Regions from separate parts of the Mus musculus genome. Here region 2 is linked to region 1. A link is a contact called in public Hi-C data. All regions are on one chromosome and are shown on one strand. The core of a region is the stretch at or near the end of the contact, and the rest is flanking DNA. Distances in the headings are between cores, read along the strand shown. Region 1 overlaps P3h1 (prolyl 3-hydroxylase 1). Region 2 overlaps Hivep3 (human immunodeficiency virus type I enhancer binding protein 3).

Region 1 (5,779 bases), core at 2,578-5,077:
TGTGTGTGTGTGTGTGAGAGAGAGAGAGAGAGAGAGAGAGAGAGAGAGAGAGAGAGAGAGAAAGAGTGAGCTGCTGTGTAATTCTGTACTGTATAGTCCATGCTGGCCCCAAATCTTCCATATTTCTTTTTTTCTTTTTTAAAGATTTTATTTATGTTATATATGTGAGTACACTGTCACTGTCTTCAGACACACCAGAAAAGGGCATTGCATCCCATTACAGATGGTTGTGAGCCACCATGTGGTTGCTGAGAATTGAACTCAGGACCTCTGGAAGAGCAGTCAGGGCTCTTAACCTCTGAGCCATCTCTCCAGCCCCCATACTTCATTTTTTAGCCTAATTTAATACCATATTCTATGTGTATTTTCAGGACCTTTTTGACCTAACATTTGAACAGCATTTTTATAAAGAACTTATGTTCTTGATAATTTTAATAGTTTATGAATCAGAACATTGGAGAGCCAAGGGATATACTCATTGGTAGGACACATGCTTAGCATGCACACGGCTCTGGGTTCGTATTCAGCAACAACAAAAAAACCGTGTATGTGTCCATACATAACATTCATATATATACATACAAATATGAGGACACTATCAGAACGACAGCACTCATACACAGTACACACGCTAAGCGCGCTACCAATACCAGAGGACTTTTAAAGTAAACTTGTGTTGGCTGTGCATGGTGGCATAAACCTGTAATTCTAGTTTCAGGGAGTCAGAGCAAAGCACATCAGGAGTTCAAGGTCATCCCCAGATAGTTAGGAGTTTGATACCCTCCTGAACCGCTGGAGCTGTGAGACATTGCTTCAAGGGAGATAGGGGTGGGTTGTGATTCATTTTTAGTTTATGTATATTTGTGGTGTGGTGTGGGGGGGCAGGTGGGGAATTTATGTGAGTGCCCAGGGAGGCCAGAAGAGGAAATCAGAACCCCTGGAGCTGTAGTCACAGGCCTTTGTGAGCCACCCTGTGTGAAAGCTGGAACTAAACTCAAGTCTCCTGGAAGTACAAGTTGCTAATTATTTGAGCCATCTTTCTGAAGCCCACATCATCTGAAAGATAAGCCCTATAGAAACCTATAAACATTATAGCGAGCGAGCTCTTCTTCCTACATTAAGAGTTAAGCCTTGTGAAATCCAAGGGTACTTGGAAGCCCGTTTACTATCGGCCTTCATTATGTAGGAGCACCCAGGATCCCCTGTCCATCTGTAACTTAGGAATCACCACTTAGGGATCATCACTCCATGATAGTGGCTTAGGGCAAGGTGAGGGGCTCCTCTGGAGCCTGTTTTGAGTACGCCTTCCCTCCAGTAGCATGAGTTTCGGCTGGGGGTACGACTCTACTCAGAGGAGAAGCCACAGGAAGCTGTGCCCCACCTGGAGGCGGCACTGCAAGAGTACTTTGTGGCCGATGAGGAATGCCGTGCCCTCTGCGAAGGGCCCTATGACTACGACGGCTACAACTACCTAGACTACAGCGCTGACCTCTTCCAGGCCATCACAGGTGGGTGCCATTCAGGGTGTGGCCTGACCAAGCCTCAGAGGACTTTAAGGTCAAAGTCCTGACAATGCACACAAATACCTTGCAACCTCATCCCCCAATTTTTCTTAAACATTTGTTTATTTTATGTATATGAATACACTGAAGCCATCTTCGGACACACCAGAAGAGGGCATTGGATCCCATTACAAATGGTTGTGAGCCACCATGTGGTTGCTGGGAATTGAACTCAGGACTTCTGGAAGAGCAGTCAGTGCTCTTAACCACTGAGCCATCTCTCCAGCTCTTCAAATTTTTTAAGTCTAGAACTCTAACTAAAAATTACCTTTTCAGGGGCTGGGGAGATGGTTCAGTGGGTAAGGTGCTTGCTGCACAAGCAAAAGGACCTGGGTTCAAATCCTGACACCCAGGGTCCTGGCCATAAAAGCTGAGCATGGTGGCACTCACCTGTAATCCCCTTGCTAGAGCTTGTCTCATCATATGGGTGAGCTTGAGGTTACAGAGCCTATCTCAGAAACATAATGAAGAGTGATGGAAAAAGATGCTGACATCATCTGGCTCCTATACTCCTATACACACGTGTTCACACATGCCACATACTTGCACACACATACACAAATGCATGCACATATCCTCCACACAGAGATCACTTTCCACTTCAACTTTCCTATGTTAGCCAGAATTTGAATCCCAAATATGACTGTATTAGCCAGGCAGTGGTGGCACACACCTTTAATCCCAGCACTCAGGAGGCAGAGGCAGGCGGAACTATGAGTTTGAGGCCAGCCTGGTCTACAGAGTGAGTTCCAGGACAGCCAAGCTACACAGAGAAACCCTGTCTCAGAAAACAAAACCAAACAAACAAAAGACCTCGCTGTTCCTCATCTCTGATTCCTTTCAGATCATTACGTCCAGGTCCTCAACTGTAAGCAGAACTGTGTCACGGAGCTGGCTTCCCACCCAAGTAGGGAAAAGCCCTTTGAAGACTTCCTCCCTTCACACTATAATTACCTACAGTTTGCCTACTACAACAGTAAGACCTGCTTTCTCTCTTCTCTCCGATGCCTCAACTAAAGTGTAGCCAGCCAGGCAGGGTTGTGACCACTCCACTTCTTCAGCATGTCTAGCAGCTATGTCTGTGGGAGGCAACATGCCCAATGATTCCTGGGTGTTTTGTCACAAGCCTGTGGCCCAGGTAGCCAATTTCTACTGCCCAGAAGGGAGGAACAGGGGAGTCTAGGACCTCTTTCTTTTGTCCCTTTTTGTTCATTTATAATCTAAATTTGCATGTGAATAAGAATGAATAGCACAGTTAGGATGTACTACTGTTGACACTAGCTCACAGGGCAGGCCCAGTCTTCCTCCAGGGGTAAAGGGACGAAAAATATCCAGAAAAACAAACCCTCAGCAAATCAGCAGTTGTTTACTGGGTACCTACTGGGTCCCAGCCAGAATAGCACATCCAAGAGTACATGGTGTGTGTCCGCGTCGAGTTAAAGAGGTCCTTCTGTCTAGGAGGCTCCCAGCTATTCTAATCTTCCTCTTCTAGAAAGTTGTGTGGAAAATACTACTTTGTCCTGTCATTGTGGCCTCAAGGCTTCTCTGAAACCAGATGCTAAGTGGCTGCTGGTGTCTGGGATTATACCCTTCCCTCACGGCCGTTTGCTTTTCTTCCTTTGCAGTTGGGAACTATACACAAGCTATTGAATGTGCCAAGACCTACCTCCTCTTCTTTCCCAATGATGAGGTGATGCACCAGAATCTGGCTTATTACACAGCCATGCTTGGAGAAGAAGAGGCCAGCTCCATCAGCCCCAGGGAGGTGAGAGACTGGCTTCTGGCTGAACCCAATCAGAAGGAAGATGAGTGCTCATGGGGTGGGGTGGGGTGGGGCCGGTCTTGGACTCAGCTTGTCACTCAGGGTGGGAAGGAGTACCAGGAGTTTGTAGAACATGGCAGAGCCAAATCCTCTAGAGTTCGATGTACATTCTTTGGATTGGCACACAGATTTCTCTGCCCTGATTGACACCCAAGCTAGACGCTGGATGCCATTTGCCCAAAGGCAGTGTTCTTTCCTTCATAATGGGTCTGTTTTGCTCACACGGCTTTCTGTTTCTGTTTTAGTCCCAGAGTGCATTTCTCCTTGTCATTGTCTGCTTTCTTCAATTACTCAGCATTATCCACATCTCTAGAATGAGGAGAAAACTTAGGTACAGACTTCAACTCTGAGGGCCAAGCCACAGTTCCTCCCACACAGCTCTGGAATTGAGTCTCTAAAGAAAATAATCCCACTGTCAGCCCCTCCCAGCTGAGACTGGCGTTCTTGTAGTTATCCTTCTTGTCCACTAGATGGCGGCCATCTAGCTTTAAGAAGGCCCTTCCAGTCTTTGTCTTGCTGGGTTGATACTTTTTCCCTTCCCTGGGATCCTATTAAGAGTCTCTCAGAAGGGAAGGAATGTACTCGTGTGAGCACATTTACCTAGAACTCTCCCCCAGGAAGAACTCTCCCCCAGGCGAGAGTAGCTAATACTGGTTTGCGCCCCCGGCCAGACCGCTCACCCCGCTGGATAGCACGTGTGGCTTGGTTTCTGGCATTTGGAGCAGGAAGCCGATCAGTTAAACTCCTTCCTCATGGGTGACTGTGGTAGCCGACGGGGTGGACTCCTTTAATGTGTTCCTCCTTGAACTGCCTCCACTTTAGCACTGTCTTTTTCTCTCTTCCTTCTGCTGCTTGGATCCTAGTAGGGGACCCAGGGAAAAGATGTGACCCTGGAAGGGACTCAGTTTCCCAGCTCTGGGTAAGCCCCACCCCTGAATACACATGCAATGCCAGAGTGCCAAGCTTAGCTATTCTATAGCTGCCCGCCTTCAGGGACGGATCGAGCCCAGCCATTCTGAGGGGTGGCAGGTGGCCAAATAGAAAGAACATGGGCTTGGGGACCCCAAAACCCAGATAGGATCGCTCTCAATCCTACTGCTCCTAAGGGTCTTTAAGATGAAGTTCAGTCTCCGCCCATGAGCTTCCACTCAGGGAACAGAGGCAGAAGAATCACAAGTTCAAGGTTATGCAGTGAGACCTGGTCTCAAAATTAAAATGGCAGATGGCTCAGTGGGTAAAGGCATTTGCTGCTGAGCCTGGTGACCTGAGTTTGAGCTCTGGCCCCTCACAGTACAAGGAGGAAACTGACAAATTGTCCTCTGACCTCCTCACCTATGTCACAGTGCCGCCCCCCCCCCCACACACACACACGCACGCACGCATACACACAAACACACAGAGAATAAATAGAATAAAAAAATCTAATTTTAAAAAAGGTATTTGCCGGGCTGGAGAGATGGCTCAGTGGTTAAGAGCACTGACTGCTCTACCAGAGGTCCTGAGTTCAAATCCCAGCAACCACATGGTGGCTCACAACCACCCATAATGAGATCTGATGCCCTCTTCTGGTGTGTCTGAAGATAGCTATAGTATACTCATATACATAAAATCAATAAATAAATCTTAAAAGAATGGTTGACAAAAGATCTTCTAAAAAAAAAAAAGGTATTTGCCACATAAGCTTGTAACCTGAGTTCAACCTACAGAACCCACAAAAGGATGGATGTAAATAACAGACTCCACAAAGTCGTCCCCTGCCCTCCACACATGCACAGTGGAGGCCACACGCTCCACAACACACCAAGTAAATAAATAAAATATAACAAGAAGAAAAGAGGGCTCAAGACACAATTCACAGCCTGGTCTACAGAGTGAGTTCCAGGATAGCCAGGACTGCAGAGAGAAACTCTGTCTCAAAAAAAAAAAAAAAAAGACACAATTCAGTTGGTAGAGAGCCTTGCCTGGTATGCCTAAAGCCCTGGGTTCAATGTCAAGGACTTCAAAGGCAGAAATGAAGTCTTTCCATTTTCAGGATCATCAGTTCTTCCATTTCAGAGATCACTGGGGCCTCCTCTCCTTCAGTGTGGCTGAATTACGCTGCCCTCGGGAGTCCTCTTGAGCATAGAGGGGAGACCTTTGGCCAAACTGGGCAACACATCACCTGTGACTGGGAGAAGGCACCTCAGTCCCGTAGAGCAATGCACAATGCCAGGGAGGGCCACCCTAGGGCTGAAGGGTAAGGGCTAAGTTCTAGGAGACTCTTTGTTTCCTCAGAATGCCGAGGAATACCGACGTCGAAGCCTGTTGGAGAAAGAACTGCTTTTCTTCGCTTATGACATTTTTGGAATTCCCTTTGTGGATCCGGTGAGCCAGAGCAGGAGCTGCAGGGAGGGGG
Region 2 (5,602 bases), core at 874-3,373, 670 kb after region 1:
CCAAATGGGCATATTACATAGTTTAGATCCCATGTACTCTAATGCTATGAGCACCAGAGGGCTGGGAGGGAGACTGGCCTCATGGTTGATGTATGCCCTTGCTTGATAGGATAGTTGGCCTCCTTTTCTTCTGGAAACTTCTTACAAAATTAGTTCTTCCACTTGCATTTTATGCTGTCACCACTTTCTAACAAATGTGTGTATGTGTATGTATGTTTGGGGTTATGTGTGTGTGTGTGTGTGTGTGTGTGTGTGCATGTGTGCTTGGGGTTATATGTGTGGTGTGTCTATGTGTGCACATGTGTGTGCATATGTATATATTTATGTGTGTGGTGTGTATGTAAGGGGGTTGTATGTGTGCACTTGTATGTATGGTATGTGGTGCATGTGTGTATGTTTGTGTGTGTAAGGATGGGAAGTAAGTTAGGGACTGAGGTGTACAGTTCAGTGGTAGAGTACTTGCCTAGCATGATCAAGGCTCTGAGTTCTATCTCTAGCACTGGAAGAAAGAAAAGAACATAAGGATTCGATTGGCTATGTTCTGCAAAGCATTTGCTCTGACTGGCCTATCAGAGGATGCCACCGTTGAATGCATCTGCATTTTTCTAAAGAACTGAGTTTTATGAATTGAGCCATTTAAAATGCCATAAATAGTGTAGAAGAAGCTGCCTTCCACAGTGAATTATTTGATGACCTAAAGGAATCAATTTCCTTCTCTCTCCCTTTCCCGTTTTTTTTACGTGGGAGCTGTGTTTCACAGACTGAAAGACCATAACAATGAGTCCAGGATGAGTTTTGGACACTGGGGGGGGGGTCTGTTCTGCCTCCATCCTACATGTTGCTGTGTTCTGGCTCTGCTCCATCATGTCTTTCTTGTTCTGAGGCCATCTTGATGGCTATCCAAGCAGATGGGGGTGAAGTGAGGTGGCCAGTATGGAGGGTGGCAGAGATGAGCCATTAGTCCTCACCTAGAGCCTTCTCCATGATTGAGGAGATGGCAAGAAAACAGATAAGGTTCAGAACTGTGTGCTTCCCCAGGAAGGTGCAGACAGAGCCTCGAGGACCTCCGGGAGGGAAGCCTTCCCATGCAGAGTGGCTGGGGAGAAGTCAGGTGTGTACAGTCTAAGTGGGAGTGGCTTGCTTGGTCATGCTTTTCTTACCTTATTCCTGATAGAGATGTGAGAAGGTGCATTCTATATGAAAGGAAAAGGAAGTTGACATGGAAATCAAGGAAAATACAATAGAATCATGGGGCAGGGCAGGGCGAGACATAAGCCTGCTAGAGATGATAAGTCAATTTGGGTTAAGCAATGACAGCAAGAGGGAGAGGCTGGTCACTTGCCGGTCATCTCATCCATGGGGTCTAAGTGTACTAGATGCAGAGACTGAGAGGCTGCGGAGAGCTGACACACAGCAGGGGATGCTGAGGCACCGTGCTGAAGGGTATCGCTGAGGTAATCATGGCCTTCCAGGAAGAATGCTTCTAAGGGAATGCTGCCAAAGAAGAGTGTTCTTGGCCAAGGAAACAGCATGGGCCGGGCTCCATGTCTTTGTCAAGGTCCAGTGGAGGGCATGCCTGCTGTCTCTTGTCAGCGTGGTCCTTAGATGGCATGACCCAGTGGGTCTCTGGGGACTTGTGAAAACAGTTTGAGGGTAGATGACTTTGCACAGGTAAGGGGCCACAGGGAGACATAATGCTGGATATGAGAGACTCACTCTATTTACATGCCAGGGACAAGACAGGGGTCAGGGCTTCTGTGGCCCTTGTGGTTGGAACTGTCAGTAGCTGGACCAGTGCCTGAGGAGGTGGAACCCGGGCAGGTCAAGAAGCCTGATTGGGTAGCCTACCTCCTGGTCTCAGCCCACATACTCCGCAAAGTCACCTCTATAAGGGCACTCCCAGGCATTTTTCTCACGAAATTGAAAACAACAACACATGCTCTGCGACCCATCAGGAAGCAAGTGGAGAAACCTGAGCTGCCCCACGCTCCAGCCTCCTATTTTGGGGGCTTTGTCTGTTCTATTTTTGAGGTTGGTGAACTGGTTTCCTGTTTGTTATAAAACGGGTGTTGTCACCGTCTGGGTCTGCCCTAGCTCTGGCCTGGCCCAAAAGGAGGTGGACTCAACATCTCTGCCTGGGGTCAGTTCTGTTCTGCGCTAAGACCAGAGGGGAGCCAGGATCCACACAGTCTGGGCACCCGCTGGCTGGCACACGAGGTGGGCAGCGAGCATGGTGCGGGCTGTTGTACTCCTTCTCGTGGTGCCCTCGATCCCTTGCCATTCCTGAGAGACTAGCTGCACATCATAAAGAGGGATATTTCATAATGGAAGGCCAGGCAAAGCACGAGGCTGGGCCTTAGAGGAGATCCATCGGTGTCTGGAAGGATGTCAGAGAGGAAAGTCAGAAACCTCCCGCTAATTGGCACTTTCTAAATGACTGTCAATTTTTACAATTTTACAACCCACTTTTTCTTAAATTATCATTGATCATTCTCACTGATAAGGAGCCTGAGGCTCAAGGACCATGGATTCAGTGTAGAGCCCTGGACCACAGCCTCCTTCTCCCTCCCTGCCCCCACCTCATTTTGAGTGAAGTTGCAGTGGACAGAAGAGCTTGGGAGGCGGCAGGGGTGGAAAGGGAACGAACTTGTGGTCTCTAGCTACTGCTTTCCCAAGCTGCTTGGGTACTTCCTAAATGACCAGGGAAGTGGTGGCCCTGTGTCAGAGGACAGAGTGACTCACAGGGAGGTGACCCAGCTCTCCAGCCAGGAGCAGGGAGGGCTTAAGTTCATAGACACTTTCTCCCAGAGCAGCCAGAGGGTCAGGTCCCAAAGGGGTGTCTAGGTCATGATGTCTCTTCTGCATTTCCCAACTCCTTACCTGCCCCCCCCCCAGCCTCTCACCCCTGTTCTACCCTCTGACATACCCACACCAGAGTCTCTAAACTCTTTTCTTTGTCTTTTGAGATTAAAACAAAAAAGAAACCTTCTAGAAGTATTGGTGTCCTTGTGGGCTGGCTCTCTCATGTCCTTGGTAGCTTAGGGTGGTTTCAGCCTGCATCTGGGCTCCAAGCACATTATAGTATGGATAGCTGAGATGTTTCATTGCATATTCCTCAATGGCTGATGCTCACACTATACAAGCTTCTTGCTAGAGTTTCTGCAGCCACTCTCTAGAGCAGTGGTTCTCAACCTTCCTAATGCTGGGACCTCTTCATACGTTCCTCATGTCCTGGTGACTAGTGGCCATAACATTATTTTGTTGCTATTTCATAAGTATAGTTTTGCTACTTTTATGAGCTGTAACGTGAACGTTGGCTATGTGGGATAGCCGATAAGTGGCTGGAAAGGTTCATGACCCACAGGTTGAGATCCACTACTCTAGCAGCATTCTTAAGACTCAGTAGCTCTAGTTCTCTGTGTAGTGCCATGATGGGGCTGGACAGGACAGATCAGGAAGAACGACATCACTCTGGAGACTGTGGAAGAAGGACAGAGGAAACCTCAGAGAGGAGGGGAGTGATGATTCCCAAGGAATTACCTGTGGCAGGGGAGGGGACTTTTGCTCCTTGCTATTGTGCCTTTATGTGAGGTGTGTACATGTGTACGTGTGTGTGTGTGTGTCTGTGGTGTACACGTGTGGTGTGTGTATGTGATAGGTGTGTGTGGTATGTAATGTGGTATGTGTGTAGTGTGTGTGTGTGTGTGTGTGTGTGTGTGTGTGTGTGTGTGGGTGGTGTGCATATGTATGTGTGTAGTGTATATGTATATGAGGTGTGTGTGTGTGTGTAGCATGTGTAGCGTGTGTGTGTGTGGTATACATGTAGTGTGCATATGTGTGGTGTGTATGTGTGTGGTGTGTGTATGTGTGTGTGGTGTGCATATGTATGTGTGTAGTATATATGTATATGATATGTTTGTGTGTGTGTGGTGGGTGGTGTGTGCGTGGTATATGTATGTGTGCGTACAGTGTGTGATGTGTGTTTGTATTCATATACTTTTGGGCTCACATGTGTGCAGGCCTAAGTATAGTTTTGTTGACGGAGAGTTTAGTGCCTTCTTCAATCACTTCCTACATTATTTGCTAATGCTCATCTAGGACTCATTGATTAGACAAGTCTAGCTACTCAGCTTGCCCCAGTGATCATCTCTCTCCACGTTCTGAACTCTAACTCTGGGATCACAGGCTGCTGCCCGGCTGCCACCTCTGCCCAGCTTTTTACATTAGCGTTAGGGATTTGAACCCTGGCCTCCACACTTGCACAGTAAGCCCTCTATCCATGCCACCATCTTCCCAGCCCATATTATGCCTTCTTCATCCTCCTACCCTGCACTAAGTCCTCTCTTCACCTCCTCCTCCTGAAGTCCCTGCCTCCTTAGGGGCTCAGGATAGGCTCCCTGCACCTTCAGACTTTAGTCTCCCCTCTGACCCCAGGAAAATCTAAATGGCACTGCCTCTTTCCCAACCCTCTTTCATTGTGCTCTAAGTTCTTTGGGGCCATCATTTAACTCCACCTGGTAATTATGAGAGTGCAGATTGCATTAATCATAGTCTCTTTTGCCCAGTCACGGTTCAGGGCTGGATAATGGAGGAGAAAGGGAGGGGAAAGGATCAGAAGCAAAGGAGCTAATCTCTTCCTTGTTTCAGGGAAGGGACTGCCCAGGACTTCACGGAGAAGGCAGAAAGGGCCCAGCCCAGCCTAGCCCAGCCCAGCCCAGCCCAGCCTCTCACCTCCAGCAGCCAGTGCCAGCTCTGTTTTGCAAACAGCTGCTGTGGAGCTCAGTGGCAGGCAGGGGCCACAGCAAGGCTTCTGTGCTTCGGCTTCTGACCCACCACGTTCAGAGTGTGTCCTTAGCCATGCTGTCATGCTTGTTACCTCTGTGTGGTAGCCTCCTCGGTCCTTGTATCCACAACACCCAGGGAGCTCTGCAGACTTAGTGAAGTAGGTGCTGCCTTGCTTCTGTAGGTTCCCTACAGAACCAGAGAGGAACATCAAACTTTATTTACCTAAACATAAATTAGAAATGCCGGGCCGGAGAGATGGCTTAGCGGTTAAGAGCACTGACCTCTCAATAGCTCCCTGCTAGGCTTTGTGTTCTATTTCCCTTCATTCGTTTGTGTCGCATGAAGATGGTCCCAAACTCAGTAGGCTGAAGCTGTGACATTTATGGCTCCCAGATCTGGCTGATAGCTCTGCTGGTCTAGGATAGACTCACCCCGCAGCTGCATTCAGCTGGACTGGACAAAGAAGAAAGTCCCACCCACATGCGTCCGGTCTGGGTGCTGGCTCCAAGCTGAAGCACCTGGTGACCCCCACATGGATTCTTACCCACCAGCCATCATACCAGATTTCCCCACAATGTGCTGGGCTCAGGATTCCCAGGACAGTGAAGCTTCTAGGACTCTTACAGCATGGCCATACCTGGTATAGCACTCTCTGAGAGAAAACAAAACTCAAGACCACTCGGGCTCCAGGGGAGAGAAGCAGGCCCATGTGTGGAGTAAAGGAGTCCTTAGTCCTGTTGACCAGCACCTGGGACAGCTCAGCCCTTCATCCCAACCTTTCTTTGCTTTGAGAGAGCAAATGAACCTCCTGGAAGCC

Evidence for each region. A called contact is a pair of places that touch in the nucleus more often than the background predicts.
Region 2: a contact with region 1 is called in a Hi-C map of pro-B cells, with 7 times the contacts expected there. The contact joins two enhancer-like sites. A contact is called at or near these places in 1 of 39 promoter capture datasets (pre-B cells), 2 of 15 datasets of contacts at CTCF or cohesin (large pre-B cells and pro-B cells), 3 of 484 Hi-C or Micro-C datasets (B cells, the N1E-115 cell line and pro-B cells) and 2 of 9 other capture datasets (embryonic stem cells and liver).

The regions. Positions count from the first base shown.
Region 1 is chr4:119,235,459-119,241,237 of GRCm38.p6, forward strand. It overlaps P3h1 (prolyl 3-hydroxylase 1), which reads left to right. Exons shown (of 15, transcript NM_019783.2): 3 at 1,319-1,508; 4 at 2,407-2,538; 5 at 3,188-3,327; 6 at 5,659-5,748. Among named protein-coding and RNA genes, the nearest start is that of P3h1, 5.4 kb to the left of the region's middle. Within about 2 kb of position 3,828, at least 102 of the 459 cell types and tissues checked have an H3K27ac peak or open chromatin away from gene starts, as enhancers often do. A contact at or near this core is called in pro-B cells, where this site is marked.
Region 2 is chr4:119,909,723-119,915,324 of GRCm38.p6, forward strand. The region is part of intron 1 of Hivep3 (human immunodeficiency virus type I enhancer binding protein 3); the gene reads left to right. Among named protein-coding and RNA genes, the nearest start is that of Hivep3, 98 kb to the left of the region's middle. Within about 2 kb of position 2,124, at least 25 of the 459 cell types and tissues checked have an H3K27ac peak or open chromatin away from gene starts, as enhancers often do. A contact at or near this core is called in pro-B cells, where this site is marked.